Linked DNA regions of Triticum aestivum: region 2 is linked to region 1. A link is a contact called in public Hi-C data. All regions are on one chromosome and are shown on one strand. Each heading gives the region's core, a stretch centred on a gene start, on an enhancer-like site or on the middle of the called end of the contact. The rest is flanking DNA. Distances are from core to core; before and after follow the strand shown. Region 1 holds the start of LOC123120456 (WAS/WASL-interacting protein family member 1). Region 2 holds the start of LOC123120329.

Evidence for each region. A called contact is a pair of places that touch in the nucleus more often than the background predicts.
Region 2: a Hi-C map of leaf shows a contact between it and region 1, with 5 times the contacts expected there. The contact joins the promoter of LOC123120329 here to the promoter of LOC123120456 in region 1. A contact is called at or near these places in 2 of 5 Hi-C or Micro-C datasets (both in leaf).

Annotation. Positions count from the first base shown.
Region 1 is chr5D:230,528,073-230,530,944 of IWGSC CS RefSeq v2.1, reverse strand. LOC123120456 (WAS/WASL-interacting protein family member 1) reads left to right here and starts at 1,493. Exons shown (of 6, transcript XM_044540450.1): 1 at 1,493-1,521; 2 at 1,639-1,714; 3 at 1,932-1,965; 4 at 2,829-2,872. The coding sequence starts at 1,493.
Region 2 is chr5D:230,985,498-230,988,369 of IWGSC CS RefSeq v2.1, reverse strand. It overlaps LOC123120329, which reads right to left and starts at 1,453. Exons shown (of 4, transcript XM_044540299.1): 1 at 1,094-1,453; 2 at 626-1,021; 3 at 1-219. The coding sequence starts at 1,122.

The sequences.
Region 1 (2,872 bases), core at 244-2,743:
CTTTCTCGTTAATGTGAAAGTTTTCTGTTATCTATAAGAAAAGAAAACTTTGGTTAGAAATTTTGAATCAATACAATTAACCACAATAATTAATTTGGAACTGCATGTTTGCTGGAGGCAAAAAATGAATCGCATGCATAAGAACACTGAGATACAATTTGTATTGATCCCTAGTACTCCATGTGAAAAGCCATCCTCATGTATGTGAAAGTTTTATGTTATCTATAAAAAGAAAAAGTTCATACAGAAACTTGGAATCGATATAGCTAACCATAAATATTAGTTTGGAACTGCATTAACCACATTTATAAGAAAACCAAGTAAATCTAACTGAAGTGTGTTTAAGCATCAAACAGTTGCAAAGCACGGCGTACCCAAAAGCATCAAGCGGCTACATTGAGCATTACAATTGCATAAGGAATCTCCAGCAAATCAGTGGGAAGAAGTCTCAATTCAGTCATGGGGTCTAACAAACAAATAATGAGTGGGTGGCCACCAATGTTTATTGCATGGAACTACTTGCAAAATTTTCCTCTGCTGCATGGACGGAACCAATCTTACATTTAGTTCTGAAACCAATAGCAGATCAAAAAATTATAAGATATAACATTAGATCACATTATGAACATGTAATAATTCTTTAAACATCAAAGCACTGACCTGGGCTTCTAGAGCCGATTCTTATCAGATAAGCAATGAAAGAACGTATATATTGAAATGTTTGCCACATTCTGCTATAAATATAACAGGGTGCATTTTGCCAAGGCATGGACAGGGTACAAATCAAAATCACACTGTATAATTTAAAATGATATATGTTGCCTTATGTCCAAGTGAAAGAGCATCTCCAATGCTGAAAATGCATGGAAAATCAGAGACATATATTAGCAATGAAGCATTTTTGTGAGACGGATGGGAAATAGTAAATCAAAATTGCATTAACAATCTAAAATGATATCTTCTACCTTATGTCCAAGTGAAAGAGCATCTCCATGAAGTCCATGTGGGAGCACATAGAGCTTATAAGCCTGGACCAGAGAGTGTCGAAGGTGTGTGGAGCAGATGTTGCAAATTATAGAGTAGGGACTGGGAAGTGACCGGAAAGGCAAAACCGGAACGACCTGCCACACAGAGATGATGCGCTAGCCCCAAACGTGGAGTAAATTTGGAAGTCATGTTTACTGATTGAGTCGAATTCCCCACCTCTCATCCTCACCGACGGCAACGGCAGGCGCATAGCAAAAACGTTCCGACGCCTCAGCAGTTGTGCACTTCCTCGACGATCCGGGATTCTGGTATCCAGCTCCGGCAACGGAACGGCGATCTCTCCTGTGTCCCCACAATCAAAGAGACATCGGAAGGCGACAAAAACCGGCTGGCATGCGGGTGCAGATTCAGAGCAGAGCAATGGGGTGCAACAACGGCATACCGTCCACGACGATGTGGGTGCTCGGCAACAGAACCGCGTCGCGACCCATACGGAGAAGCAGCGATGGTGCGAGAAGTTGGTAGCAGAGATAGGTTTGTATACGGAAGGCCGTGGTCGCGCCGTTTAATCTAGCCTTTTCTTTTGGTAATAACAGAGGGCGAAGTAATGAGGCGCGATGAACGTTGCAGTTTCATGTGCATTTGCGCCAGGGAGATATTCAGCCGTGGCAGCGGAAGAGATAACAGCGAGGATGATTCATGGTTCACATCGGAGAAGATGGTGACCGTGAGTGACCTAGTGCGGCGGTTGACCCCCATGGGCTATACAGCCCACATGCCTAACATTGAATCAAGGCCCATGTGCGGCAGCAGCAAACACAGCCCACATACAGCTCAGGCAACCCACGTGCAGTCCAATCGTTGGAAGTCGGGGAAGGCAGCGAGAGTTAGCGCACGACAGCTGATTGCGTTCATAGTTGATGGAATGGCTAATAATAATTCAGGTGACGTGGCTGCGCGCGAAGCGAGGAAAATCAGGTAATGGGGGCTCCTATTTAGATATAGAAGATAGGACAATTTTTATCTACCACCGGTGGTAGTTACCACCATTTAAGTTTTGTATGTTGTATGTAGTATTTATCAAATCGGAGAGTATGTACGCATAGTATGTAGTATATAAAAATGTTAAGGTAGTATATATACTACTTTTTTGTATATATCGTATTTTGAGTATGCTCCTTTTTACGTACAAATATGTACGTATTTCACAAATATAGTAAAAACATGGATCAACTTGCAATTTTTTCATGTAACTCACTTTAGAGTATCTTATATATAGTATATGAACATACTTATAATGATGAAGTAGAATATATACTACCGGTAGTATATATGACATGTGGGGTAACTACCACCGGGTGGTAGGATGGATTTTCCCTATATATATTGGGTGGGTCGGCTCCTCTACAGTAATGTTATTACTGTACGCATGTTGTTGCTCTCAAAATCCACCGTCGGTTTCAATCCAAAGGCTCTCTTTGGTCTGCCTTAATTATGTTATTAATCAAAAACAAAAATTGTAACGACGTCGGAAGAACGGCGGTCCTCCGGCTGGCCGCGCCGGCCAGCTCAGCTGTCAGCGTGCATGTGAAATTGAAACGCACGGCGCCGTCGCGGCCGGAGGCCAGGAGCTCGCCGGCCTTGTAAATGGCTTGCATGACCGGAGCATAAGTTCCTCAAGGAAACCATCTTGAGTTCTTGTAGCCCTACGATTGTTGTCTGGGGCTACCATGGAGAAGAAAGCTAGCTGGTTAATAAATGGAGGATGAATACATGTCTCGATGCAAGAATTACTTGGTCGATGCATGAATTACTTAGCATTGATCTAACAAATGCTGCAGGTATGGTGACGGTATCCTGTTTCGGTAGCCGCGTGACGCTTTGT
Region 2 (2,872 bases), core at 204-2,703, 460 kb before region 1:
TTCCGCCTGCTCTTGCCGTACCTTATACCGAACCCCATTTCCCAGGAATAGAGGTTATAAAAATCATATGCCTCTGTAATCGAATCAAAGCAGGTCCCCACTGTTGGATTAACAACAACATCAGTCTGCCTCTCCGCGAAGCCAGTCAATGCCTTCTCTAGCGCACTTACTCGCTGGGCATCTGGTTCCCGTTCATCTGGGATACGGCCTCGCCTAACCCTGAGTCCAATAAGAAGCAAGAGTTATGGCTTTGTTGCATGTTGATACAGCATTAAGCACTTTCTCATTGCAATGCCATAGAATCCTACATCGGTGTGCATCGTCGAATTTTCTAAAAATAATTCAAACCACTAGGGATGGGGGCAACCAAGTGGGCCTGTTGATATTTGTTGAGCAGCAATTCGTCAGATAGAACGGAACAAATAGGATGCGCTAGTATTCCTGGTTTCATATGCATCATGGTTTGTGGCAACCAATCAACTTTGCTACTTACAAACATAAACAGTAATACCGAAGAATACAGAACACAGACACCTTCCACAACTAGTTCCACAACGAGTAACAACGAACAATATATCCAGTGGACTTGGAATGTGCAGCGGCCTCAAGGTCAACCTTGGCATACCTGCGGTTCCAGCCCCCGCCGGCTTCAGCGCCTACGTCTGCAGGTGCGGGAGGCCCACCGGCTTCAGCGCCTACGTCTGCAGGTGCGGGAGGGGCATCGCAGCGCTGACCGGCTTGCTCCGCTTCCTGAGATCTCAACTGCATTTCTGAGGCAGAGGGATCCTGTTGCGCACAGCTCTTCCCAGCGTTCTCCACCTGCTCCAAATCCACACGCTTTTCCGATGTACATGCTCCACTGATACCACAGGCAGAGGAATCTTGTTGGCTGCGCTCCTCCGGATTCCGCCAACCGAAAGCTCGGTTCACCACATCAATAGCAAAATCCTGACCCGGGAAAGCTCTCCTTACCGCCTCCATGGCGTCCTCCCCGAGCCCGAGTGCCAGGGGCGCGCCCGACCTGTGCCAAAATGAAATAAGCAAAATGGGGAATAAAGGCAAAGGAATCACTCATGCAATGCCATGTGCTAACCTCGGTTCCTCCTCGACGGAGAACTCCATTGCCCTAATTCACTCTCAGTGCAGATGGATGGAGACGAGGACGAAGGGGATATGTGGTGCAAAGAGAAGTTACAGCGGCCGGCGAGGGTTTGGGGGAGCGTCCTCGGTAGGGGGGCGCCGGGTTTGAGCAGAACGCCTTCTGCGCTGCAGTCAGCACGGGCACTGGCGGCGCTGCCTTAGGAGGCGGAAGCTAACGCCGACAGCGGGCCAAGACGCCGGCGGCGAAGTGGTTCGCCTCATCGGCGGGCGGAGAACAGTCGACGAGGGTTTGCGGGGGTGCAGCCGGGGTGGGTCGCTGCGGCAGAAAACGACCGAGGCTCGTGGCTGGGTCCGGTCCGGTAGCTTAGATGGGCCGATGCCCGTCTTATTCAGAGCATTTCCAGTATTGAAATTTGTGTGTACTTTGTTTTCAAAATTAACCATATCATCACCCAATAATCAATAAGTTTTTTTGGCGAGAATAGAAAACCGAGTGGCAGATGTGGTGAGCAATCCTCAAATCATTATAAAAATGTTTGTAGCTTAAAGCTTGTAGTTACCGATGCGTCCAACTCTTAATATATTTTTGAAAGACTTGTGCAAGGCCTCGTTTGTTTGGGCTTTTACTTCAGCCTTTCCAACTTTTCCATTTTAACAAAAAAAAAACCCACAAAAGCTCCTAATAGGGGCTTTTTAAGTGGAAAAGCTGAAGCAAAACCCCAAACAAACAGGGTCTTAGTTGCACACATGTTAATAGTGTTCTCGCTCGACATTTTTTTCTATCACATCATCACATATTCTCCGTGACAAACTTTAATAACGCTTACCATATTGAGATGCTCCCATCATGGATCCATTGTTAAGACATCATATTGTACCTCAAGGGATTAGACCTTTTCACTTGAGCACGAATGATTTCTTGCAATGCTGATTGTCAATGGAGTTCGAGGCAGAGTCGGTAACGAGATAATGGGACGGAATGAGTTGCTAGTGAAGATGGCATGACAATGAAAATGGAAAGGAGTGTAAAAACCTCGTTGGAGTGGTAAAAAACATGAGAAAGGGTTGACAAAGCCAATAGAGGAAACAACGCAAAAGCAGTTAGGGGTTAGGGTTGAAAATTGTTAAGAGTGTGAGCTGATCATCCATTGGAAGGCTTGATTCAACAACAACGGACCTCTTGATATGATTAAGATGAATTACTACGTATTTGGTGCTTCTAATTTATTGCAAATAATAAAATGGAAACATGTGTCAAAAGAAATATTTAGCTGAAGCATTTGACGTACATAGTAGATCCAATAAAAAATAGTTTTGGAAAGTTCAACCAAAACATGTCAACATTATGTCTAGTTTCCCCGCGACAACAAATACATCAATGTTTTTTACATTTTAATACACTAGCAAAATTACTGTAATTTACATTTTTTCTCTAAAAGCAAAATAAATTACTCGTGGTGCATCCATCCCCATGTGGAAACACTCAATGCTTCTTGGGGCACACAGACACACGCATATTGTTCAAGATCCGCTATGGGTGCCTGCTACTTGTGTGACGCCCCAACACCGACGCTCCAGTTGCCTTCCATGTTTTGCGTGCCAGCTGTGTTATTTGTTTGTTTGTTGCATTTCATCATGTCATCATTTGCATTGCATCGGCACTCTGTTGCCGTCATGTTTTAAAACTTACATTCGTTCGTCGTTGCCGTTTCTCCCTTTGCCTTCATCACCTTTCCTCGAACCGCTTTGCCTTCGTTGACCGTTCCAGACC